Linked DNA regions of Sus scrofa: region 2 is linked to region 1. A link is a contact called in public Hi-C data. All regions are on one chromosome and are shown on one strand. Each heading gives the region's core, a stretch centred on a gene start, on an enhancer-like site or on the middle of the called end of the contact. The rest is flanking DNA. Distances are from core to core; before and after follow the strand shown. Region 1 holds the start of BORCS6 (BLOC-1-related complex subunit 6). Region 2 holds the start of CTC1 (CST complex subunit CTC1).

Region 1 (5,785 bases), core at 1,855-4,354:
GATAATCCAGGATAATCTTGTCTCATGATCTTTTTTTTGTGTGTGTGTCCTTTTGCTATTTCTTTGGGCTGCTCCCGTGGCATATGGAGGTTCCCAGGCTAGGGGTCTAATCAGAGCTGTAGCCACTGGCCTACGCCAGAGCCACAGCAACGCAGGGTCCGAGCCGCATCTGCAACCTACACCACAGCTCACGGCAACGCCAGATCGTTAACCCACTGAGCAAGGGCAGGGATCGAACCCGCAACCTCATGGTTCCTAGTCGGATTCGTTAACCACTGTGCCACGACGGGAACTCCCTCATGATCCTTAATTACATCTGCAAACATCTTTTTCCCAAAAGACATCAGATTCATAGGAGTTAAGACTAAGACATATGTTTTGGGGGCCACCATGCAGCCACTACATACGCCCACAGGTTAAAACAATTGGGAGTTTACTCTGTTGGCTCAGTGGGTTAAGGATCTGGCATTGTCACTGCTGTGGCTCTGGTTACTGCTATGGTGTGAGTTCAGCCCCGGCCCCAGGAATGCCATGGTTGTGGAATTGAATAAGGCTTTTAAAAAAACAAACAAAAAAAAAAGTGTTCTCCCTATTTCGCTCTTACCCAAAGACAGCCTGGTCCAAATCTTTTTACTGTTTAGTTTTGCTTTTGGTATTTACCATGTATTTCCAAATCACATGCTTTTCTTGCTACTCCTTAAGTTTTCAGTTTTATGCTTTGGCTATTGTTTTCCTGCTACAAAATGTAAGGATTTCATTCTTTCACTCCACTGCCACCATAACCATGTGCATTGTCTGCCCCTGCATCTTTCTAATGTAGTTTCATCATAATTTTTTGTTAGATTTATTCATTTGAAAATAGTTATTCAGTGCTTTCTACAGTCCAGGTGCTGTTCTAGAGGCTGGGGAGTGAAAAACCCCTCTGAGCTCAGGAAACTTGCCAATCTAGCGGATCACTGTCAGTGTCCAGTGTGTGTGTAATGACCATGAGATGCTAGCCGAGCTGACTTGTGGCACTCTGTCCCTTTCTTTTGGAATAGAGGCCCCTAAGGTCAATAGCCTGTGTCATTTGTTCATCCCCTCTTTATAGATCACATCTCCAAATTCTCCCCCAAGCTGATTGCTTAGTTATCAACATCCATCAGACTGTCACTCCATTGTGTCATACAGGCCTAAGATGGACTCTTAAAAGGTTAGAAAAAATTCTGAGGTCACAGACCATATAAAAATGGGTCTGGAGTTCCTGCTGTGGCTCAGAGGTAAGGAGCCTGACTAGTGGGCCCTATGAGGATGTGGGTTCCAGCCCCGGCCCTGCTCAGTGGGTTAAGTATTCAGCTTTGCAGTGAGCTGTGGTGTAGGTCACAGACATGGCTGGATCTGCATGGCAGTAATTGTGGCTGTGGCATGGACCTGCAGCTTAGCTCTGATTTGACCCCTAGCCTGGGAACTTCCATATGCCACATGTGTGGCCCTAAAAAGAAAAAAAAAAAAAAAATGGGGTGGAGAGCTGGATTTGGCCCCACAGGTCATATTTTGCTGACCCTTAATGTAGTGGACACTGTGGTCACTCCCCCACAGCCACTCCCCCCCCCCCCCCTGTGTTGCAGCTGTTTGAGTTTGGAGAGAACTAACCCTCCATCTCTAGCTCCAGGAGGAGCATAATTGTTTTAACCTAGTCAGTTAACTCTTATCACCTTGCCAGAGTGATAGCTTCCAGATGCTCAGTCCTAAGTCAATCATACAGGGTATTACCCTGGCCAAAGTGACTAAACTGGGCATATGAACCAGTTTAGGCCAATGAGATGTGGAGGGAGATTAACTGGGGCTCTTGGGAAAGTTGCATCCTTCTTCTGCGAGGTCTAATGGAAGCTAGTCCTTTCTTCCCTTCTGGAAAGTGGGGGAGTGTATCAGCTAGGATTTCTGGTTGCATGCAACAGAAAACAATTCAAGTTCATTTAAGCACAAATAGACCTTATTTTCAGCATGCTGGGTAATTCACAGAATCTCTAGGAGAACTAGGCTTGGGTTTTACACAGCCAGGAAGCATTCCACTGCAGAAGTGGTCCAGTAGACGGTGGTGGGAGCCTAAACCATGTGCCAGGGAAGCTGGGAAAGGGACTGCTTGGTATTCCAGCTTTTGTAGTGAAGATGGGCTCTGCCTGATGAGGTGGAAGAGTCCTCAAACCCTGGGATTCAGATACCCTGGGAGGGGCCAAAAGAATGACTCTGGATCCTGGTTACAGACTGAATGTTTTGGGCTTTCTAAAATTCATGTTGAACCCTTACCCCACAATGTGATGGTATTTGGAGGTGGGAACTTTGGAGGTAATTAGGTTTAGGTCATGAGATTGGGGACCTCATGATGGGATAGGTGTCCTTATAAGAAGAGGCCAGAGGTGTTCCCTGGTGGTTCAGCAGGTTAAGGATTGAGTGCTGTTACTGCTCTGAGTCAGGCCACTGCTGTGGTGTAGGTTCCCTGGCCTGAGAAGTGATGCAAACACATCTTGAATGAGTTCAGGCCAAAAAGGAGAAATTAATGGCTTGGGGTCATTTACTTAATAAATATTTATTGAGCACCTACTATATGCTAGGCACTGTCCTAAGCACTGGGGCTACAAATGAGAACAAAAGAGACAAAAAGCCTTACCCTCTTGGAACTTACATGAGTAAGTAAGCAAATATATTGTATTCCAGATGGTGATAAGTGCTAGGAAGAAAAGGCAGGGAAGGAAGATGAATTGCTGGAGAAAGTGGTTGCAATTTTAAACACTGTAAGGAAGGCCTCACTGAAAAGATAGCATTCGAATAAGGACCCGAAGGAGAGAAGGAAAGGAGGAATATCCAAGATGAAAATTTTTCTTGGTTGATAGACCTAGCCTCAAAAAAAGGGTGGTTGGGGTGGGGGTAGTTGCAAGAGCAAGTCTAAATCCCTGAGACGTCAGCATGTCTGTCTTCTCAGGAAGAGTGAGGAGGCCAGTGTGGCTCCAGCAGGAGCAGTAGGGGAAGACATGAGATCAGAATGGTACCAGGACTCTGACCTTCAGGCTCATTCGTTTATTGAATGTTTTACCTAGTGGTGAAATCACACACCATCCTCCAAGAGGAAACTCTCAAACCTGGAAGGGGCGGGAAGACAGAGTGGCAAATGAGAAGAGAAGCGCTTAAGCCCGCTTCTCTGCCCACTGTGAGCCGCTCTGGGCAGTTCATTTCCTAGAACCATGGAACGAACCATTCATGTTCTGTTGAGAATTCTGGTTTTATCCTTTCTGATCAACTAGGCGCGGTTCAATCCCGACTGTCCAAGCAGGATATACTACTTCCATCCCAAAAACCTCTCTTAGGAACCCTGATTCCTGTCCTCACCAGATGTGTTTGTTAAGCGGCAATTGTGGGCCTGGCAACTGTGGGCGGAAAAAGCCAGAGCCCCGCCCCCGGTGGACTCTAACGTTTCAGGATCTTCATCTTTAAGATCTGCCCCCTCAACTTTTTGAAAGGGCTGGGCGAAGAGCGCAGCTGTCACCTCCTACTCTCCACCCCGCGGGCTCTCACGTGCGTTCGATTGCTCAATAACAGCGCTCCTTCTGGGACTTCCTGGTCGCCGCGCCCAATCAGAGTGTTGTTTCCGTCCTGACCATTGTCAGCCGGTGGCCAATCGGCGCGCCTCTACAACGCCCCTTAAAGGAGCCGCCAAGGCCTTCCCAGCCGGGGCGAACCAATTCCTCGGTTCCTGCCCCCAACTGCGGTATGGAGTCGCCTCGGGGGCGGCCTGGGCCCGAGGCGGACCTTCTGGCTCTAGGAGAACAGCAAGCCGCGATCTTCGGCGGCGGCCCGGGCCGAACGCCCTCTGAGCCGCCCGCAGGCCTCCGGCTGTCCGGAGAGGAAGAGGCCGAGAACGTTGAGGGCACGAGCCGCCACCCCAGGGCGTCCCCAAAGCCTTCGGGCTGCAGCTTCGTCCACCGGCCGGAACGGGAGCCTCGGGAGGATGAGCTGGGCCGGCGAGGGACCCCTTCTGGGGCAGAGAGCTGCCTGGGGGCGCCGGGTCCCGAGCATGATCCGCATGGGTCCTTGCGGCTCAAGAACCCTGAGCCGCCAGAGGACAAGCCTGCATCTGAGAGGGTCTGCCGTCGGGGGAGCCCTGGAGGCGGCGGGATGGATGTTGAGCAGGAGAAGGAAGACGATGAGGAGGAGGCGGCAGCCGGCAGGACTGGCCGTTCGTTCTCCAGCCGCCTTCAGGACAGCCGCAGCCTGGACGGGCTGAGCGGGGCGTGCGGAGGCTCCGGGTCCGCAGGGGGTGCCGAGTATGGCCCGGGCGGCGGGCGGCGCGCCACCATCTCCAGCCCCCTGGAGCTCGAGGGCACGGTGAGCCGCCATGGCGACCTCACCCACTTTGTCGCCAACAATCTGCAACTGAAGATCCGTCTGAGCGGCGCCCCTCAACCCCCGCCCCCTGCCCCTGCGCGGCCCTGTTCAGCTCCGACACCCACTCCGGCCATCCCTCCCATCGATCCCGACGTGCTGCGGGACCTGGAGCGGCTGAGTCGGGAGCTGGGCGGCAGGGTGGACCGTCTGCTTCGCGGGTTAGGTGGTGCGGTTCAGGAGCTGACAGCTCTGAGTGTGGGCTGCATCCAGACCTACCGTGATGCCGTGGACTCCTTAGGCGAAGCTGTGGACATGAGCATCAAGGGCATGTACACCCTGCTGGCGCGCTGTGAGGAGCTGGAGCGAGCTCTGCAGCCGGTTCAGGGGCTGGCACGCCAAGTCCGGGATATCCGACGCACTCTGGAGGTTTTGGAGGCCCTGTGCAAGTGACCAGGAGGGCGGGAGCGGCCTGGCAAGGCCAGGTATCAGCAGGATCTTAAGGACTCTTCAAGGAGCCTTGGTGGGAACCTGCCCACTGAGGGGAGGCCTATGCATTGGAAGCTTTTCCAGATAACGTTTAGCCGGCCCGCGACCACTCGCTAGACCTTATGCAGGTGTATATGGGAAGTTCTAAAGGCCCTTCTGGTGGGAGGAGGTGATGCTCTGCTTCTATTCAGTTGGCTCTCTGCAGCTACCTTGTTCTCCTAACTCTCTGCCCTAGTTAGAGCACTATCTCTGGGAAACCGGGGCTTTAGCTCTGGGTTTGGGAGACATGACTGCCATTATGTGATCAAGAAAGGAGAACGGTGGCCCAGCCCCCACTGTGGCCACCCTGACCTCCAGTGGTCACATCTCATGTACCAGAGACTGTGGGAGCTTAAGTGGTCCCTGACCACACACCATGCCGACAAGGATGCACACTTGCAAATGGATAACCTCCTGCTTCTGCGCTCTGGCCTCCTACCACCCCATTTCCCCAGCCATAACCTGGGTGGAGCTGGAAGAATGTATTGCATGGTAGAGGGGGTGACTTGGGAGTCGTCTCACTGCTCTCAGGGTTCAGTTAGATTTGTTGCTGGTTTTGAAGCCCACCTGTTGTGGAGTGTTCTAATCAGTTTTGGCTTTCTGAGTTTTTGTGGAATTAAAGTGCTGCTGCTGCTAAGGCTGAGGCTGTGTCTGTGTGGGAATATAGGAATTGATGAGCCAAAGAAATGGGAATGAGTTCTCTTGGGGCCAGTGCTGGAAATGGGGTGGGGTCCCAGGCTACATGAGGAAGAATATGTTTCATGCTTCTGAGCAGCAGATCTGAGGGGAAATGCAAGATGCAGATATGGGCTCAGCGATCCAGTAAAAGTAGCATCAGAAACAAGGTGGAAGAGAAAGGGAAGGGGTCGTCTTTTTAGTTCCTGAAGAGGACAGGCAGGGC
Region 2 (5,785 bases), core at 985-3,484, 47 kb before region 1:
TGTTCAAGATCTCTGGGCCTGAGACAGCTCCCAGTCCTCCATATTCTCTCCTTCTGTAACAGATTTTGTGGCCCTCTCACTTGATCCTGTATGCTGCTGCAGATTAAGCTGCTAACTTGACCTTTTTAGGGCTACAGGCACAGCATGTGGAGGTTCCCAGGAGAGGGTCAAATTGGAGCTGCAGCGGCCAGCCCACACCACAGATGCAGCAAAGCAGGCAATGCCGGATCCTTAACCCACTTAACAGGGCCAGGGTTCAAAGCATGCTAATCTGGTTTGTTACCGCTGAGCCACAAGGGGAACTCTGCTAACTTGGCATTTAAATCACACCAATAAATGTGGTGGTTGATCCAGTTCATCTTTCTTGGATCACTGTAGCTCAAGCTCAGTTCTCCTCCAGTGAACTATCAGAAGTAAATCCCAGGATATAGGGCACATCTTCGTGGACTTGGTAAATAGAGGGGAGTCTTCTAGAGTTGAGAAATTTTGAATGCAAAAGGAATGATTAGGTTTGGACCTTTGACTAGGCTCTGATTTGTGTTTAAAAAGGGAGAGAGTGCAGCTGGAGTGAGGGAGAGCTTTCAGCCTCCCTGGGGGAAAGCTCTTGTTGTTGTTTTGGTAAAAAGAAAAGGAACATATCGCTGATGTCATAATGGGAAATAATAGCAAAGAAAGATTTTTCCTTATAAATAACTTGGTACCACAGTGCATAATTGGTTCATGCAATAAGGAACAGATGCTCATCAAATGAAGTTGAATTAGGGAATACTATAACTTGTAGAATTAAAGTATTTATTTTTCTGTTATGACCAGAGCATTCTTATTGTCTCAAATGTTTATACTTACTATATTCATTTGTTTTTGGTCTTTTTAGGGCTGAACCCACGGCATATGGAGGTTCCCAGGCTAGGGGTCTAATCAGAGCTGTAGCTGCTGGCCTGTGTTTGGACCTGCCCTTTGGAACCTGGGAAGGTCTTGCAGGCTGAAGCTTATTTCCTAAAAACAAGAAATGGGGGACACAGAAAGGCCTGTGCCCAGTAGCCCCATAGGGCCCAGCTTGGTTTCAAAAATACAAAGAAAAATTAGAGCTCTCATTGTGGCTCAAGGGCAACAAATCTAACTATGATCCTCAATCCCTGGCCAGGGATTGAAGGATCCAGCATTACCGTGAGCTGTGGTGTACATTGCAGGCAAGGCTCCCACCTGGTGTTGCTGTGGCTGTGGCTGTGGCATAGGCCCCGCAGCTACAGCTCCAATTTGACCCCTAGCCTGGGAACTTCCATATGCTGCAGGTGTGGCCCTTAAAAAAAAAAAAAAGGAAAGAAAAAAGAAAAATTGAATAGGACAAAGCTCCTAAGTATTCAGTCAACTGGGAGAGACAGTTAAATAACTACAGCAATGAGTTAAGGGCACAGGCAAGTATGATGATGTGCTCTGGCTGCTTTAAGGAGGAAACATTTCTCTCTGCTTGGCGGATCAAGAGATGGGAGGATACTTAGGAGTCACCCGCCAGGCCAGCTTTGTTTGAGTTCCTGAGCTCCCTCATTCTGTTGCTGAATTGAAACACACAGAGTTTCAGCTAAAGGAGAAAAAGATAGTTTTATTGCTTTGCCAGGCAAAGGGGGCCACAGCAGGCTAAAGCCTTAAAGACTGTACCCCCTCTGGAAGGGGTTAAGAGGTGGTTTTAGAGTTTGAGGAGTGGAATAAGGATCAGGGCCACAGATAAGGATCACAGTAGAGGCAAGCCTGCATTGTTTCTCAAAGCTGCTGTTTAGTGGCCCCAGAACTGGTTCTGGTGGTCCTTCTTCCCAGAATAAAGACTGTTTCATCAAGTAGTTCTTCCATTTGTTGCTGGTGTTTGTTCTACAGAAAGGCTCAAAGATACTGTTATGTATATTCCTCCAAGAGGAACCAGGACCCTGCCCCAAGGCTACACTTCTCCTTCTGGGTCTCTGCAACCCCTCCCTTCCCTGATTACAACTGCCCTTTGGAACTCAGGGAGAGTCGTGGAGGCTGAGGCTTACTCCCTAAAAACAAGAAATGGAGCCCACAGAAAGGCTTAGGTGCCTAGGAGCCCCACAGGGCACTAGCTCGGTCCCAATCCCAGGGATGCCAAATAAGATGTCACTAGAGAAAATGTCAGGGCTGCCAGCACTGCGGACAGAGGCGGGAGTAGAGACGGACTGACGCAGAATGGGGAGGAGTCGGAGGTGGAGCCAGCGACGCGCCCGCCGATGACGTCACGTCCCAGCCCTCCCCAAGCTCTGGGCGCGCTTTTCGGAGGCGGGATCTCGGGCGTGTCATGGCGGCCTGCCGGCCTGAGGCGCCTGGCTGCGTGAGTTCTCCTCACCGTCCCGTTCCCTCGTCCCTTTTTATCTTGTCTGTCCCAGCTTTTCTTTCTTCTCGTACAACCCGCATCTCGCCTCTTTGCCTCTCTGGCTTCGCCGGCTGCGGCCGGGTGAGGGGGTCTGTGAGGCGGTTCGTGCCGCCCCTCCCACTGATTCTGCGAATGTTTTCAGTCCGAGACGCCTGCGGCGGCGGCTGTGAACCCTAAACAGGTCTCTGCCCACTGGTTGGGCTTCAAGCCCAGGAGAAAGCCAGGAGCAGACTAACGGCAAACTGTGGCGCTTTGAGTTCCTGGGGGAGATCCCTGACGCAGCTGTAGGGGAAGGGTGACCGATAATCCCGAAAAGCTTCCGAGGCTCCAAGTGCGTGCAGGAGCCAGCAAAGCGAGAGAGAGAAAAAAAAGGCTGTAAAAGAAGTTTCAAGGCCGGGCAAAAACATGTTCAAAGGCAAGAGATAGAGAACGTGTCTTTGAAAAACTGAAAAAGGTCAACTGGATGATGGTGGAGGTGGCAGAGCTGACTGACGGTCTCTCTCTTTTTTTATTTTTCCCCCTGGAAATGACAGTCATGTATCTTGTAAGTCTAGGTACGTCGTGACTTCAGCTGAGGATAATTGGGAATTAATTGAAGGGTTTTAAGCAGAAGAGTGATTGGATGAGATTTGTTTTCATTTCCTGAGGTAGCAATGTAGCGAGTGGACTAGAGAGTCCGTTAGAAAAGGCCGTGGTTTTAAATTTGATAAGAGGTGATACTGACCCCGACCATGGCAGCAACGTTGAGGTTCCAGAGGTGAGGACAGAGTAAAAAGATAATTAGGAGATGGAATCGAAATTAAGTAAAGTCTGCGGATTAATACTGAGTATAGGCTGAAGTTTGAGAACACTGTACACTTTCTTTTCAACCCCATCCCACTAGTTGGTTTTAAGAGCCAGTGAGGCTGATTTTTCCTAAATCTCTACTTTAGCTGAGAGGCTCTCCTGAGCTCTAGTTAGATCCATCTGCCTATCAGATTCTCCACCTGCTAACCTACAGGCACCACACAGGCCCAATACTGAACTTTTCACAAAATCTACCCCTCTTCTAATGTTCATTAACTTAGCAAATAGTATCCTCAACCAAATTGTGCTACCCTGAAATGTGGATGTCCTCTTTAGCTTCATCTTTTCCTACAAGATCCAAGTTCAGTATGCACTCTGGCACCAACTCCCACCCACCCCTTAACGCCTGGGCCTGGATTCTGATTCAATAGATGGGATCACCTAAAAATCAGCTGCATTTTAACAAAACTTTGGTGAGTTTAAGGCAGTGATACCACGTTGAGAAACTGATATTCAGTGTGCCAATGGACAGGTCCTCAAGAATAGTAGCGAAAGAGAAGACCCAGAGAGGAAGACAAAAAGTGTGGGAATCAAGCTTTGATTATGTTGTGGGCAATTCTAAGTGATTACCTCGTCCAGGGTGGTGGTTTTTTTTTTTTTTTTTTTTCTTTTTAGGGCCGCCCCGTTGCATATGGAGGTTCCCAGGCTAGAGGTCAAATCGGAACTACAGCTGCTGGCCTATGCCACAGCCACGCAGGGTCCGAGCTGCATCTGTGGCCTACACCACAGTTCATGGCAATGCCAGACCCTTAACCCACTGAGTGAGGTCAGGGATCAAACCCGCAACCTCATGGCTCCTAGTCAGATTCATTTCCATTGCACCACAACGGAAACTCCACCTGGGCAGGTTTTTGACAACCCTGACCATGAAGAGAGTGTTTGAGGTGGATGAAGGTCAGTGATAGGACTATCGACAAGGACACTGAAGTCATCTAGACTTCGAACTCTAGTTTTTCAAGCACTTTTCTGTTTTGTCTTTTTAGGGCTGCACCTGCAGCATATGGAAGTTCCCAGGCTAGGGGTCAATGGGAGCTAAGCTGCTGGCTCCAGCCTCGCCAAGTCCGAAGTGCGTCTGTGACCTACACCACAGCTCAGAGCAACGCTGGATTCTTAACCCACTGAGCGAGGCCAGGGATGGAACCTGCGTCGTCATGTATACTAGTTGGGTTTGTTTCCACTGAACTGAAACGGGAACTCCCTCAAGCTCTTTTTGAGTTGCTAAAGGTTAACTGAATGTGGAGGAGTGACCAAAGGCTAAAGAGAGGAGCACTGGAGGAACAGGGATAGAGCTATAATGGTTTAGAATTATCACTGGGGATCAAGGAGGAAAAGGTCCTACCTACCCCTAAGTATAATTGAACTCTGTTGCTATTTTATTTTATTTTTTTGTCTTTTCTTGAGCCACTCCTGCGGCATATGGAGGTTCCCAGGCTAGGGGTCGAATCGGAGCCGTAGCCACCAGCCTATGCCAGAGCCACAGCAACGCGGGATCGGAGCCGCGTCTGCAACCTACACCACAGCTCACGGCAATGCCAAGTCCTTAACCCGCTGAGCGAGGCCAGAGATCGAACCTGAAACCTCATGGTTTCTAGTCGCATTCGTTAAGTACTGAGCCACGACGGAAACTCCTGTTGCAATTTTAAAATAAACTTGCCCAGCACTGGGAGTGGGCCAAGCTAGTTTCCTTCCCTAGAGTTTTTTTTTAGCCCACATCCTAACTACAAAGAAAGAACAGGAAACAATTCCAGTGGGATTGCATCTTATGTATATTTAGCTTATCAGAACTCAGGTGTATGCACTTCACTGAAAAGGAGGGAGGATGATTAAAAATTATTCTCTGTCTAGGTCTTTTTTTTTTTTTTTTTTTTTTGCTTTTTAGGACCACACCCTCGACATATAGAAGTTCCCAGGCTAGGGGGGATGAATCAGCTACAGCTGCTGGCCTACACCACAGCCACAGCAACTCGGAATCCAAGTCGCATCTGTGACCTACACCATAGCTCATGGCAATGCTGGATCCTTAACCACTGAGGGAGGTCAGGGATCGAACCCACATCCTCATGGATACTAGTCAGGTTCTTTACCACTGAGCCACAATGGGAACTCCAGAGGAAAATACTTTTATGTAATGTCTATTATTAGGCACTTTTCCACGTACATATTAGTGTACAGGATTGTGGACTGTTTTTTAAGAGCAATTTAAAGGATTTTTTTCAAGGGTGAATTTTTTTTTTTTTTTTTGATCATATGTGCAGCTTGTGGAAGTTTCTGGGCCAGGGATCAAACCCACACCTCAATTATGACCTGCACCACAGCTGTGGCAATGCCAGATCCTTAACGCACTGTGCCACAGGGGGACTTCCTCAAGGGTGACTTTGCTAGCTTTAGAATCAGACCCCATGTAAAATGGAATACCGCTGTCTCAGTAGAGGTGTGTGTACAGTACCATGGGAGCTCCAAGGAGGGAGCAGCATTCTGCCTGGGATGCTCAGGGAAGGGTTCACAAAAAATGCCCTTTCTAATTGAGCACTTTAAGGATTGGTACATCTTTGTAAAAGAAAG

The links. Hi-C and Micro-C count contacts between places; a contact is called where the count stands out from the background.
Region 2: a Hi-C map of liver shows a contact between it and region 1, with 5 times the contacts expected there. The contact joins the promoter of CTC1 here to the promoter of BORCS6 in region 1. A contact is called at or near these places in 4 of 47 Hi-C or Micro-C datasets (heart right ventricle, liver, retroperitoneal adipose tissue and 1 more) and 1 of 2 datasets of contacts at active chromatin or transcription factors (alveolar macrophages).

The regions. Positions count from the first base shown.
Region 1 is chr12:53,404,071-53,409,855 of Sscrofa11.1, reverse strand. BORCS6 (BLOC-1-related complex subunit 6) reads left to right here and starts at 3,104. Exons shown (of 3, transcript XM_021067862.1): 1 at 3,104-5,785. The coding sequence starts at 3,745. The coding sequence ends at 4,809.
Region 2 is chr12:53,450,598-53,456,382 of Sscrofa11.1, reverse strand. CTC1 (CST complex subunit CTC1) reads left to right here and starts at 2,234. Exons shown (of 25, transcript XM_003358277.3): 1 at 2,234-2,335. The coding sequence starts at 2,303.